Linked DNA regions of Mus musculus: all the other regions are linked to region 4. A link is a contact called in public Hi-C and HiChIP or PLAC-seq data. All regions are on one chromosome and are shown on one strand. Each heading gives the region's core, a stretch centred on a gene start, on an enhancer-like site or on the middle of the called end of the contact. The rest is flanking DNA. Distances are from core to core; before and after follow the strand shown. Region 1 overlaps Syt1 (synaptotagmin I). Region 2 overlaps Syt1 (synaptotagmin I). Region 3 overlaps Syt1 (synaptotagmin I). Region 4 holds the start of Syt1 (synaptotagmin I). Region 5 has its middle 84 kb from the start of Gm23041.

The links. Hi-C and Micro-C count contacts between places; a contact is called where the count stands out from the background. HiChIP or PLAC-seq counts read pairs in DNA pulled down with a chosen protein or histone mark.
Region 1: an H3K4me3 HiChIP or PLAC-seq map of forebrain shows a contact between it and region 4, with 5 times the contacts expected there. The contact joins the enhancer-like site here to the promoter of Syt1 in region 4. A contact is called at or near these places in 7 of 39 promoter capture datasets (the 3T3-L1 cell line, 3T3-L1-derived adipocytes, embryonic stem cells and 3 more), 3 of 484 Hi-C or Micro-C datasets (the HL-1 cell line, cerebral cortex and embryonic stem cells), 3 of 115 datasets of contacts at active chromatin or transcription factors (embryonic forebrain, forebrain and neural progenitor cells) and 1 of 9 other capture datasets (embryonic stem cells).
Region 2: a contact with region 4 is called in an H3K4me3 HiChIP or PLAC-seq map of embryonic basal ganglia, with 3 times the contacts expected there. The contact joins the enhancer-like site here to the promoter of Syt1 in region 4. A contact is called at or near these places in 5 of 39 promoter capture datasets (the 3T3-L1 cell line, the C10 cell line, hippocampal neurons and 2 more), 1 of 484 Hi-C or Micro-C datasets (embryonic stem cells) and 2 of 115 datasets of contacts at active chromatin or transcription factors (embryonic basal ganglia and neural tube).
Region 3: a contact with region 4 is called in a Hi-C map of the N1E-115 cell line, with 6 times the contacts expected there. The contact joins the enhancer-like site here to the promoter of Syt1 in region 4. A contact is called at or near these places in 1 of 39 promoter capture datasets (the 3T3-L1 cell line), 1 of 484 Hi-C or Micro-C datasets (the N1E-115 cell line), 5 of 115 datasets of contacts at active chromatin or transcription factors (craniofacial prominence, embryonic forebrain, embryonic stem cells and 2 more) and 1 of 9 other capture datasets (liver).
Region 5: a contact with region 4 is called in a Hi-C map of forebrain, with 4 times the contacts expected there. The contact joins the enhancer-like site here to the promoter of Syt1 in region 4. A contact is called at or near these places in 7 of 39 promoter capture datasets (the 3T3-L1 cell line, 3T3-L1-derived adipocytes, the C10 cell line and 3 more), 2 of 484 Hi-C or Micro-C datasets (the N1E-115 cell line and forebrain), 1 of 115 datasets of contacts at active chromatin or transcription factors (neural progenitor cells) and 3 of 9 other capture datasets (adipose tissue, liver and pancreatic islet).

The regions. Positions count from the first base shown.
Region 1 is chr10:108,600,824-108,603,523 of GRCm38.p6, forward strand. The region is part of intron 8 of Syt1 (synaptotagmin I); the gene reads right to left. Among named protein-coding and RNA genes, the nearest start is that of Gm5136, 98 kb to the right of the region's middle. Within about 2 kb of position 1,393, at least 19 of the 459 cell types and tissues checked have an H3K27ac peak or open chromatin away from gene starts, as enhancers often do. A contact at or near this core is called in forebrain, where this site is marked.
Region 2 is chr10:108,557,906-108,560,605 of GRCm38.p6, forward strand. The region is part of intron 9 of Syt1 (synaptotagmin I); the gene reads right to left. Among named protein-coding and RNA genes, the nearest start is that of Gm36601, 100 kb to the left of the region's middle. Within about 2 kb of position 1,421, at least 10 of the 459 cell types and tissues checked have an H3K27ac peak or open chromatin away from gene starts, as enhancers often do. A contact at or near this core is called in embryonic basal ganglia, where this site is marked.
Region 3 is chr10:108,678,706-108,681,405 of GRCm38.p6, forward strand. All of the region lies in intron 4 of Syt1 (synaptotagmin I), which reads right to left. Among named protein-coding and RNA genes, the nearest start is that of Gm5136, 20 kb to the right of the region's middle. Within about 2 kb of position 1,321, at least 28 of the 459 cell types and tissues checked have an H3K27ac peak or open chromatin away from gene starts, as enhancers often do. A contact at or near this core is called in the N1E-115 cell line and forebrain, where this site is marked.
Region 4 is chr10:109,009,673-109,012,372 of GRCm38.p6, forward strand. Syt1 (synaptotagmin I) reads right to left here and starts at 1,303. Exons shown (of 11, transcript NM_009306.3): 1 at 904-1,303.
Region 5 is chr10:109,282,350-109,285,049 of GRCm38.p6, forward strand. No RefSeq gene overlaps it. Among named protein-coding and RNA genes, the nearest start is that of Gm23041, 84 kb to the right of the region's middle. Within about 2 kb of position 1,287, at least 15 of the 459 cell types and tissues checked have an H3K27ac peak or open chromatin away from gene starts, as enhancers often do. A contact at or near this core is called in forebrain and hippocampal neurons, where this site is marked.

The DNA.
Region 1 (2,700 bases), core at 143-2,642, 410 kb before region 4:
TATGTAAAGCATAGCACAGATTTCTATGAGAAATGACTACCAAAGACAGTTTTAAAACAGCGTATGTTATGTAATTACGACTTATTTTAAGCCACGACAGCTTTCCTCTTTATTTGTAATGGCATTCTGTTGTCAGCTTTAGCATCACGTCTTAATGAAGGAAAGTTAGTAAGTTTCTAGACCATACGAATGAGAAAATGGACCCATCAATTTCTGGTCAGTTGCATCAGAAGGGATAGCATCATCTTCCCATGCTCTCATTCTTATGTAAGACTCATTTTCTGATTTTTCTTATACAACATCCCACTGAGTGGAGAGCTATCCTATCTTGTACACTTGTAAAAACCCCATAGTGCTCTATGCCTGTGTGTACCAACACCGTGCCTTCGTGTTGTTTGCAGATAGTTATTGAAATGTAGGTCATAAAAGCATTAGCTGTTGTACAACATCATGCCACAGAAAGGATAACATGAGGAGCTTGAAGTAATCCATATTTCCATTGCTTTAATATGCAAATTAGTTTTTTGGCAACTAAAGAGCTGAAGAGAGTATATAGTTTTGAATTACTGCATAAATTTAAAATGGTCTCAAAAATCTTTCAACTAATACAAAGAATTTAAGAAATTCTAGGTAGAATATCAAGAATTAAAAGCTGAAAAGACTGTCCGTTATCGAGAAGAGGCTCCGGGCAATTAGACTCTTTGAATATTTGATAACATGTAGTTAACAGAGGTGACTCACAGACACAGAGAAATACTGTGAGATGCTAAGGGCTAAAAAAGTGTTGTAGGCTTACGTTTATGGGAGAAATTACCAAAAAGATAATGTATGCTAGTGAAATGGGATTTCTATACATATGCAATGGAGATTAAAGGTAGAAAAAGGAGCCAAAGGTTTTGCTTATAGGTGAAGGGGAGGGGAAGGCAGAGAGCAAAGCTTCCTGAAAACTGCTGTTTCAATTACAAATCACAGGCACTCCTCAAGTGTATAAGCATACAATTAGACAGGGGCTGCTGAAGAGGTCCAGTGCTATATAAGTCTGATAAGACCTCAGTTTAAAGTTGGAAAGAGATAACTGACTCTCCAGTGTTGTTCCCATTCTGCTCCCCATACGTCACACAATCCATACACATGCATGTGCATGCGTGCATGCATGCCGCACATGTACACACACACACACACACACACACACACACTATGTTTTAAGAGTTAACAGAATGAAATGGTGCAGAAGCAAACTGGAGCAGCTGCTGCGGAGCTCACTGAGGAAACAGTTTCCTTGGCTGATAAGTTAGATAAATCAAGAAAGGAAAACAGACAGGAGATGAAGTCTGTATTCATAAGAGACAGTGGCTTCACAGAAATTGCAGGCAGCCAGTACTGTGCTTTTGGTGGCAGTCAGCCTGCTGATCAGTGTTGGCTTATCACTTGCTAGCTGTGTGATCTGAGAATATTCTTAGCCTTGTTATCCTTATCAGCAAAATGAAAATGCTAACACTCACACCGAAGGAACACATGCTGTATACACAACAGAACCTGGCGCGTAGTAAGAGCTCAGGAAATGTTTGCCGCTGGTAGTAAGAAGCTATCCTCAAGAAACAATTTCTGTATTACTATTATAGCCATCATCATCTCCGTGAATGGACAGGTCAGGAATTTGTCCTAGGAAATAACTGTCTAAGATAATATGACTATTAAAACCCAGAGCACAGGTTTGCACCACACCAAAGTCCGTGCTTTCTCTTCTTTGTAATAAACGTTTCAGAATGCTCAATTTTCCCCTTTATACTGCATCATATCTAATAATACCCAACACTCACTATATGGTAGAAAGACTACTGTTAGCACAAAGTACCTGAACTTGAAAAAAAAATCATATGTCAGGCTCTCCCTGGTGTAGCCGTTCACAGCTAGATTCTTCATATCGAATATTATACATCACCTGTTAAGCAATTTGTAATTGCTTTCATGCCATCCCGAGTGAACAGGATGCGGCAGTTAAAATTCCAAAATGACCACCTCAAGGTCTTCCATGGACATCTGTAGATGTTAGGTGAAAGTGCTTCTTGGAGGACCTGAGGATGTCCAGACACAAGCTCCCCGTTTCCCGGGACACTCCTGAGGTTGCCTCAGCTAAATTGATTGACTAAATGGAGATTTATTGCATCGCCTTGAATCAGAAGGGATGGCAGAATCTCCCGCTCTGTCCTCATAGAGATTTAATGAGGTCAAATAAGATAAAATAGGTAAGGAAAGTTGTCTGTAATAGAAGGATAAATGAGACAGAGGTATTCAAATCATGAATTGGGAGCTTAGAATCCTGGTTTGCCCTTACATGTTGAGTGACCTTGAAGAGACCTTGTTTCCTCCCTCAGTTTACTACTGGATAAAATGGAGATGATAGCTGTCAATTTCTAATGGTTGTAAGGACTTCATGGGAGAGGATATAGATGTCACTTAGAGCAATCCCTAGGACATGGTAAATGCACATGTGCACTAGTTTTTCATTATTATTTCAATCCAATAACATGTATCCATATGCAGTTGACACCAAGTTAAAACATAATGGCTATCTTTGTACATTCTTAGTCCTTGGTACGTCTCCTAGAACAAAGAAGATCTATTTTCATGAATTTAATTAATGACTGGATAACGGCATCATGTGTATAAAGACTTAACCTGAGTCACTTTTCTCACTAG
Region 2 (2,700 bases), core at 171-2,670, 450 kb before region 4:
ATGTCTTAGTTACCTGTACTGTTTATTGTATCATTGTAGCATATTGGACATGTGTGATGGCTTATATAAGTTCAGCCCAGGGAGTGGCACTATTAGAAGGTATGGCCCTGTTGGTGTAGGTGTGGCCTTGTTGGAGTAGGCATGACACTGTGAGTGTGGGCTTTAAGATCCTCATCCTAGCTGCCTGGAAGTCAGTATTCTGTTAGCAGCCTTCAGATGAAGGTATAGAACTCTCAGTCCTCCTGTGCCATGCCTGCCTGGATGCTGCCATGCTCCCACCTTGATGATAATGGGCTGAACCTCTAAACCTGTAAGCCAGCCCCAATTAAATGTTGTCCTTGTAAGACTTGCCTTGGTTATGGTGTCTGTATACATCAGTAAAACCCTAACTAAGACAACGTGGAAGAGCGAGGAAACAGAAATCTCTGTTCACTACAGAGCATCTTCATCTACATATCATCATATCCAGAAGAAAAGTTTCTTGCTCTGTGTTCAGCTGTGGGCAAACCTAGCTGAGAGCACAGTGGACAGATAGGGCAAGCGATACTAAGTTATTCTTGGTCTCATGTTTACATGCATTATGTGAAATAAAAATTCATATTATGAGTAGCCAAGAAATGAACTGCTTATATGTACTTAGGTATTATGTGAGAATATATATATATATATATATATATAATATATATTATATATCATTTGCCTATGTATATGTATGCTTGTAAGATTTTTTATATATTACATATATTTTATATATCTGTACATAATAAAATATATGATTTGTGTATATATAAATATACAAATTATAAAAATATATACTATATAGTTATATTTAAATTTTATGTTAATATAATTAATATAAATTTATATGTAAATATATAACTATAAAAATTATATAAAATTATATAAATGTTAACTATATATAGTCCCCATGTTTTCCTCCTCTATTTAAGTTTCTATAGTTTCCGTTCCTGCTCAAATCCTCCCATTTTTCCCACCACCTGCCGTCTATATTGTTATAACGAGGGGGACAGAATCCCATCTGTTGTCACTCCTGGTGAACTTAGTGTGGGGGTGGAGAAAGTGAGTAAAGCGTGCATGTGTTGCTGGACTGCGGGAACACATCCCCGAGCGCGGTAATGGCTTAAGGATTAGTCAGAATCCTGTAGAAAGTTGTATCTGAATCAGTAGGGGGAACTCATCTCTCAAGAAGTTTAAATGGAATACAGGAGTCTGGCTCTCTTTCACACCAGCTGTAAAGTTTAGAATATTAGAGATGAAGGTATCGCATTTTAAAACACGGCCTTTCACTGAAAGCTTGCCTGAAAAGTCTACCATTGAGTCACTTCCCTCAAGTAGGAGTCTCTCACGGCCGGGACTGCTCCCGTGTCACTTTCATAAGCAGTATTTCTTTAACTAGGATAGGAACCTTGACAACTGATTGAAAAACACGTTGACTAAAATGGTCTTAATAAGCATACCTCACGACCTTCCTCCCCCGCGGTCTCATCAGCAGGCAGTAAACTCAGCTCATCATCCTTCATTCTCACGGAAAAACCTATCTGTCAAAGAAGTAATTACCTAGCCAGATGCACGCCCCTCTGAGGCAAGCCCAGAAATCATTATAATACTATGTAATTACTGTTTATTATTTTATCTGTTCATGTCAGTTGAAGAACAAAGAAAAGTGCCCCTCAGCTGGACAATCCTATCATAACAAGAGGTAGCTGGTATTAATGTAAAAGCTTTCCATTGTCTGCACTTTTCTTTGCCATGGCAACTTAAAATGAGCCTGCTTCTAAGCAATTTGTACCTCAGCCACAGTCCCTAACCCTCCTGCATCCGATGTGGTGTCTCATCCAGCCATATCTGTATCTTTAGCCTGATCACAGACTTAACCTTGCACAGACTGGCATGACGGGCTCCACAGTTTTCTCTCCAGGGATAGCCACTGCTTTCAGAGGTTGTTCTGGGCAGATGCTAATCTATCAGAAGTTTAGAATTCAAATCCTTCAATCCCTTGCCATACTGTGGGCTAGGGTGGGAGCTCTTGCATAGGGATGCTCCCTGCATCTCAGTGGGTCCTCTTATAGACCTTGGCTTTTGAGGCTCTGTACTCGTAACCACTGTGGCTCTTTCAGCTTCTTCAAGGAGATTTGATAATGCTCATGTGACGCAACAGGAAGTTGAGAGTCATAGGGTTGCATTACAGCTTTCTATTCCAACAAAGGATAAATTCCTTTGGTTGATCTAAGGACGCACATGTGTGACCTTGAAAATGTCGAGGCCATTGCATTTTAAAGTATTAAAGAATTGAAGGAACCAGAGACTTAAGAATCACACAATTGTAGCTTAATATTGGCCACTAATCACAGATGCTTCCAGGAACAAAAACTACACTAAATGACAGATGAAGAGATGGTGACGCAGTTCAGAGCAACACCCTCTTAAGTCTCTAAGCCACTGTTATTTCAACGGAAACTTGTTAAGAATGGCAGTATTATCTAGTTACAGAGAGAAGTAAATGAAATCAGGATTGTCAAGTATTTAATGCAAGGTCTGCTCTATGCTAATAGACTACTGTGTATCCCAAGAGCTTGAAGCCAAAGGTTCATTGAAGGAAGCAAGTATGAGAATTATATGAGGAGGTGGGGTGGGGTCGGGGGTTGGATTCTTTATAAGTCCACTGGAGTACTGCAAGGA
Region 3 (2,700 bases), core at 71-2,570, 330 kb before region 4:
AAAGGAATGAACTATTAGAAGAAACAACAGTGTGAACAGACAGCAACAATCTCAAAAACATCCCACAAACAGGAGAAACAAGATATATAGACTATGTGATACTGTATGATTCTATGCTAACAAACCATAGAAGAAATTATAACCAAATATATGTATATACATATATACATATACATATATATATTATAATAAAAATGACAAAAAGACCAACTAGTGTCTAAAGCTAGAGATGCTAGGGCATTACTGGAATTACTGGAAAGGTACTATGAATTTTTTTCTTTTGAGTGATGATTACATGGTATGCAGGTGTGAAATACACAGACGTATGCATGTGTGGTGCAGGCAACTTAACTGTTTGCAAACCATTCTTACACAGAATTAAGGAAAGCAAGAAGTTCAATAGAGCTATCAAGGCTAGGGATTAGGCTCTGAGTGTAAATGACATGAAATCAATCGTATTGTAAACCCTGAAAAGATAAAAGAGTCACGGAAATAGAGGAAGGCCTAAGATACATCTTTGGAGAGAACTTTCCTGCCAACAATTAGAAGAGAAAGAGAGGAAAGGAGAGTGTGTTCAGAAAGAATAGAATGGAGAGGCTAGTGCAGTGGTTCTCAATGTCTTTAATACAGTTCTTCATGTTATAGTGACCCCCAACCATAAAATTATTTTCATTGCTGCTTCATAGCTCTAATTTTGCTACTGTTATGAACTGTAATATAAACAACTGATCTGCAGAATATCTGATATATGACCCTGTGAAGGGGTCCTTTGACCTCTGAAGGGGTTGTGGCTCACAGGTTGAGAACCATTGGCGTAGAAGCTCACTAGCCAACAGAGTATCAATAAAGGCTAGGTACATGGGGCGGGCTGCCTTTATGTACGGCCCAATTGTCCCTGGTTGAGTAGTTATCCATGTCAAATCATCCACATGGTAGCAAGGTGTAGCTGTCCCTAGCTGAAGCTATAAGCAGCAGAATGGACTGTGGGAGCGATCCATACGCTCTTTGTAATTGGAAGCACGGGTGAAATCACGTGATGTTCAGCTTTTAGAGCAACTATTAAGCTCAAGCCCTCGTGGAGGTACTTGGCTGTGCATCAGAAGCACCGGTGTTATAGCTTAAGACTACTTAATGCAAAATAGCAAAACAGATTCACCGCTGATGAGGACCTGGAAGGGAGCCAGGGAAATCGCATTAACACTGCATTAGCAGGAAGAGAAGTGGGTGGATGACAGCAGCCCTGAAAGGTGAGGTGATGGGGAACAGTTCCAATCAGTGTGGGCAGGAGATGGCAGGCAAGGCCAGGCTGAAGCACCACTTCAAATGATAACCACGGCTACAGGGTTATCAGCAATGACAGCAGCACAGAGCTTCTGAAAGTGTGCTTTGTGTACCTGCTGGAGGAGACTGAGACAGCTGAACGAGGTCACTGTAAACAGCTACTCACCGAAGCAAGCCTCATCAAAGGGCCTGCTGCAGGAATGGCCACTGCCACATTTGAGCTGCCCCTTGAATTCTCCCTGTGAAAGTGCAGGGAACAGGGTGGTGGTACGTAGCAGCTGTCATATCAGATGAGCTCGTCTAGCCTTCTTGGTATCCCAATATAGCACATTAAAAAAATAAAACCCATAGAGACGAAATCAGCAGTGGGTCCCAGATCTCTACTCTAATAAAAGTATCTGTGGGGAGGACTATGTACCCTGAGGGCCAATCTAGGAATGGCTTGCTTATCAACTGCACCAGTCTGATTGACACCAGGCTCAAAAGAATAAAACAAGCAAGGGACATATTCTGGCAGTACAGGCAAGTAGGAAAAAGAAGGAGGAGGAGGAGGAGGAGGAGGAGGAGGAGGAGAAGAAGAAGAAGAAGAAGAAGAAGAAGAAGCAGAAGCAGAAGCAGAAGCAGAAGCAGAAGCAGAAGCAGAAGCAGAAGCAGAAGCAGAAGAAGAAGAAGAAGAAGAAGAAGAAAACAGAACAGAAGGTGATGGTACTGAACAAAAATCAAGAATAGAGACAGCAAAAATAAAAAGAGAGACAAGAGGGGAGATGGGCAAGGGCAAAGTTTGTGGTTCTGGAAGCTTGCCCACCTCTGTTCCAATAAAAGGGTGAACGTCACCTTCCTTACTATGTCCTTCAAAGCCTTCCCGTAGGCGGCTTCTTCAGAGTCATTTTCTGGACAACTCAATGTAATTAATAGGCTGCTGTGAACTAAAGGGGAATAAGAATTCTGTCTTCCATGAGCCTGCTTTGTTCTGGGACTGGAGAATCACAGAAAAAGAGAGCGAGCATCTAACCACACAGATTGCACAGTATTAACAGGCAGAGCCAGCTAAGTAACATATCAAAACGACGAGCACATACAAGCATAGATGCATAGCAGGGCAAGAGCTGGTAATTAATTGATGATTGGCAGGTTTGAGGGGAGGGAATAAGAACATCTTGAAATAGCCAGAACTCAGAAGGGCGAGAGGTTCCAGAGGCAAGCAGAGGCAAGAGGTATTCCAGGCAGAGGAGACAGGATGTGTGTGTGTGTGTGTGTGTGTGTGTAGATCTGGATGCAGGAAACACTGTAGATGATAAACTGAAACTCAGGGGTATCCACTCCTGCAGGAGCGAACTGTGTGAGTGGCTAGCAGAAAAAGAGCTTGGAGCAGATGTGGCTGTCCCATCCATTCCTGCCCACCAAGCAGTGGCTAAGACA
Region 4 (2,700 bases), core at 53-2,552:
CCACAGTCCACAGAGGCTAACCAGATTAGCAAGATCAAAGTAAAAGTCAAGTCTCCTGATAATTCTGGTGTCACTTGGAAAGGTTTTGAAACTTCCCATGTTATTACCCTCCCACTATAAAGGCTACCTGGGTAAATCTCGGGAGGGTGATGATCTAGTTTTAATTTTTACAAACTCAACAAGCCCTCAAAGTTCAGACAGTGACCCTGAGGTGCTATCCCAAACTGTCAGCCCCACAGGACAGATGCAAACAAGAAGATTCTGATAGCAGGCACAGGAGAGCAGCAGCAATTAAGCAGTTGAAAGTGGGTTGGAGTGTTGGGTTATTTTTGTTCCATTTGTAGCCTCTTGCAAGGAGGAGATGGATTCAAATTTGACACTTCCTTTCTGAGAGCAGAAGCTGGTCTCCTTGTCTACTCTCATTCAGTTTAATTCCCTGTGTGGTTTCATCCCTTCCTGGACTCATATTTTCACACGGGGTTGCAATCTATCCTCCCTCCAACAGAAAGAAATCTTTTTTCTCTTCTTCACTGCCCTTCTTCCCTGTAAGAAAGACAATCCTCCACCCCCCGTTGGGGGTGGGGGGCTGTACTGGCTTAGAATAGGAGGAGGGGGAGGAGAGAGGGGGCTGGGGGGTGGAGGACAGAGGAGAGAATGGAAGAAGCAAGAAGATGGGGGATGCCCAACATCAACTCCTGGTTCTGAATCACCAGCCCTGTGCAAAGTGCTTTCCCCGGAGATGCACTTGTGGTCTTGCATTTCTCACAATAGGCTTACGGGGGGATCCCTCCCTAGGTCTCCCATCGCCACAAATCAAGTGTACCTACGTCTCTTCGACAGATTGAAGCGCAGAGGTACCAAGGTACCACCGAGGTGGCCGCGCTGCCAGTGGGGCTGCCTTACCTGGAGCGAGGACCGACCGGGAGATGGTGCGAGTCTTGGTCCCCGCTGCTCTCACCGCGGACCGGTGCGAGGCACACGAGTACTCTCTCGCTGCCTCCGCTCTCAGAGGGGCAGCCTGCAACACAAAAGGGGTGTGTGGGTGTGGGTGTGGGTGAGGTTTTCTAGGGCCACCAGCTGGTCCCAGCTGGCCGCCCCCGCCCTGCACACACCCCTTCGGGGACCTGAGCCCCCTGTTGGGTGAGCAGGACCCTGGGGGCTTGCCCCGGTTACAGCCTCAAGTTGCCCACTGCTAACTGCGGATGCTGTCGCTGCAGGAGGAGGAGGAGGAAAGACACTGGGGGCTGAACTCGGTCAGAGCATCCCCACACTGCAGCTTCTCCAGGAATCCCTCCAGTGAGGAGGCGGCCGCCCATCATCTCCCGGCCCCGGCTCTTGATTGGTTCCAACCAAGGTACGCTGCTCAGAAGAGCCAATCAGAGAGCACTGATAATAGGTGGCTCCTCTCAGGCAACGGAGCCCAGCCCAGTACTGTTAGAGTCTCTCCATCCCCACAGCGGACAGGGACCTGAGGAGAGGGGTTTAGGAGAGTGGCGGGGGTGGGGTGAACTAAGAGGAGACCAGATCCCAAAGAGAAAACACTAAAAGATAATTTTCTAGACCCGGTGGGTAGACTCGGGAATGCCCTCAACCTGTTCAGTAAGCCATAAGCACTGGATAAGAAGCAAGCCTAATACAAAGCTTTTTTTTAACTTTCAATCAAAACCTGCCTTGATACTGAGCATGCCCAGATCTACACAGCATCCTAGGAGTTTCGATATGTGTGAGTTCTAGGTTGAAAAGGTGGGAGCTGGGACGCGAGAGAGGCAGAAGTTTGTCTTTGGCCATTTGACACCGCGGAGTTGTGGGGAAGCAGGACTACTGAGATAGAGGTGGTCCTTCTTGCTTTGGGAGACCAGTCACATCATTCCGTCTGAACTCGAGTGGGAAGCCAGGCTCCGATAATGTCAGGGCAGCTAGATGTCTAGAGACCGCCCAGGAAGGGTGTGGTGGACCAGAGCTGTATGCAAGGTCCATCCATAGGTGGGGCGGAGGAGCGAGGCTCCACCCAGCTGCAGCTGCTAGGCAATGGAGCGAGCGCCCAGGGAGTTTCCATGCAGCGACCAATAAGTTTGGAGACTTGGGTCAAGTGCGACCTTGCTAGGCACGCTTTTTCCACCTTCTTGGGCTTGTGCTCGCCCCCCCCCCCCCTGTCTCCGTCTCTCTTCACCCCTTGCCCGCCCGCACGGTGGGGGACTAAAGGGCTTTCTCCCTCCTCTTCCTAGCTGAACCCTTCTGCTCGGAAGTAAGAAGCTTTTCCCTCGTGAGAGCAGCCGTGACCTGATTGTCTCTAAGCTCCTGGGCAATTTATAGCTTGGTAATACCGAGAGATGCCAAACAGGGAGGCTGAGAGGCTTGGACGGGAGGGCAGGCTGGCTGGCCCTGGGGTGGAGTCTAGCTCCCAAGGGCAGGAGCCTTTTACTCCACAGGTGAAATGCTTTCTTGTCACTAACAGAGATTTTTTTTTTTCTTTCCCACTCGCTTGACCTTGCTCAGTGCCCTCAGAACCTCTTGTTTTGCTTGGAAATCTTAGCAGTTTTTGTAAAGTTGATCAATAGCCACAAATGAGCACTCCCCTAATTGGGCTCTTTATTTTCCTGACAGGATGATCCTGGCATCTCAGGTAAGGAAATAAATAGCGATCGCAATTCCCCAAACTCATCCACTTTGAACTGGAGTTTCATTAACACTGGTGTGCAA
Region 5 (2,700 bases), core at 37-2,536, 270 kb after region 4:
AAGCATCTCTAACACTTTCATACAGGCAAAAGAAGATGTGCTTAAAAGGACAGGTGCGAACATCACTATCGTTTACCATACCACCTTCTTCTGGAAGATGCTGGTCCCCGCCCTGCCTGCTTGTGTAGGGAAGATCTTTAGAGTTAACCAGAGGAAAAGCAAGACAAGCCATTAACTTCTGCTTGCGAGAGCGGCACACACACCAACCACTGCCGCCAGGGCACCAACAGAATGATTTTATTCTATTATTTAATTTTTATTTATTCTTCTCTCATCCTGCACACGCTGGCCGCAGTTTCTCCTTCCTCCATTTCTCCCAGTTTTCTGACCAACTCCCCTCCTCCCCAGATCCACTCCTCCTCTGGTTTCCCCTCAGAAAAATAAGGCAGGCCTCCTAGGGAGATCAACTAAAGAAGGCATAACAAGATATAATAAGACATATGCTCATCAAGGCTAGATGAGGCAACCCGTAGGAGTAGAAGGATCATAGAGCAGAAGAATGGATAAAGAACACGTGATAGATTTTACACAATGGAGTATTACTCAGCTGTTAAAAATGACATCATAAAATGTGTACGGGAATGAAAAGAACTAGAAAAAAAAAATCATCCTGAGTGAGGTAACCCAGGTCCAGCAAGACAAACATGGTATATATTCACTTATTCATCAATGTATTAACTGTAAAGGAATGTAAAGACATTAACTGTAAAGGAATGATTTTTAAACAAGTTCAGCTTGATGAGAGTCAATGAGATTCCTGTGGACACTTGCAGGAGCATGGGTGAGAGGCTAGCAACTTTCAGGGCTTTAGAAAAGTTACTTATGGGCGGAGCCTGCTGAGCTGCATTGTGGGTCCCTCTCTGTTCCCTCTTTGCCTGGTGACTCCTCCTCCCTTCCACAACCATGATTAGTGGGCTTAGACTTGCAAGGGTCTTAAGTGGTAGCGGTCACAACTGCCTAGATGTCAGGAGAGCAATGGCCGTGTCATGCTCAGAGGAAAACAGTTCTCAAGACAAGCTCAGATACATGTTTTAGGAAACTCAGGCTGATAACATCAGAGAGGACAAAGAACTGAGAGGCGCAAAATGATGTGTGTGACAGCGGAGAAATATTCTCCGCCCTGCAAATCTCTGAGCGCGGAGCCAAGGCACTAAACATCCAGATAAAGAGGAGAGTATAATCATGCCTAATTTTTCCCTTTCTTATTTTCCATGTGAGGCCTAAGTGGTTTGTAGAGGGTGTCGAATATGAAAATCACAATTGAGGTTGCCGTGGTTACAGAGGCACAGAAGAAAATCCCGTGGTTCTTCCAAGCTCCGTTCTCAAAATGGTAATTTTTTGATCGGTCTGTAGCTTAGAATGTTATGTTATAAATTCTGCTGGGGAAGATTTTCTTTTCAGTTATTTATTTATTTTAGTAAATATAATATATAGTGATGTCTCTATCTCAAATTTCACTCCTGCATTCATCCAAGATATTTAAAATTCTGTACATAATAGGGAAGAGTAAGTTAGAATCATACTCTAAGAGATGGTCAATAAACACAGGGTGCTGCTTCCAGGCTGTGCCACACTCATTCTGAGTATATTATCACACAAATCCTGGCATAAACAGAGACTTACATAGATAGATATTTTTCAAGGAAGCTTAGATTTCATAAAGCAGTAATATAAGCTATATTGTAGAATACTACCCATAAGTCCTTCAGGCCCTTCTGTTAAGCTTTAATTTTGATTGTTTGAAGCATTGAATTAATATTATAACCTTTTTTTGGTTGTTGTTACTATGTACCTACATATTGAGACACGGTGGTTAAAACCAAACCTAACTTTTACCAAATGGCTTTGACTAGATCTGACTTTGTAAACATTGCTCTTAAAAAGTGTTTATAACCAAATAACAACACAACCAATCAAGAAGGGAGTATGACAGAAAAAAAAGGAGCTATTATCTTGATACTTCAGATGGATGCTTGTTTATTTTAATAACATTTCTCATAATAAGAAGATAATATAGAGATACATAATACCCTGTGTTAATAGAATGGTTTACATTTCTGAAATGGCTTCTGTGTTCATTCATTCAATGGGTAAATACTTAGAAATCATTTATTCACCATCAGATACTATTTAGAAACATGTCAATGAAAGAAATAGAGCATGGTCTTTAATGAAGTTTGTAACATGTTTGGGGAACTGGGTGAAAGAGCAGGAAAAAAGGATCAAAATAAAATGATCGTGGAAAAGGTGCAGAGAGCTTTGAGAGCTTCAATTTTAGAAATGATGCCCAAGGCCTGGGAGTATGGCATATCCAGTAATGGCACTTGTGTGATCCTGATAACCTAACCCAACTATCAGAACCTGCATAGAGATGTGAAGAGAAAGAAAACTGACTCCAAAAACTTGTTCTCTGACCTCCACACACTCACTGGGGTATGCACCCTTTTCATATCATACACACTCAATAAAAATATATCAAATTTAGTGGATGCATGAAGCAGGAGGACAAAGCTATGGAAGGCAAAGGATACAGCTGAGAGTTAGGCTTTATGACATCTGGTGGTCTTAGGCTCTTAAGCTCACATTTTGCATAAAATGGGAAAAACTTTTAATCACTAAGATACAAAGATTTATACCCCATAAATGCCTAACAATTTTATATCTTCTAAGATATAAATGTTCAGTCTTTTGTTGGAATTA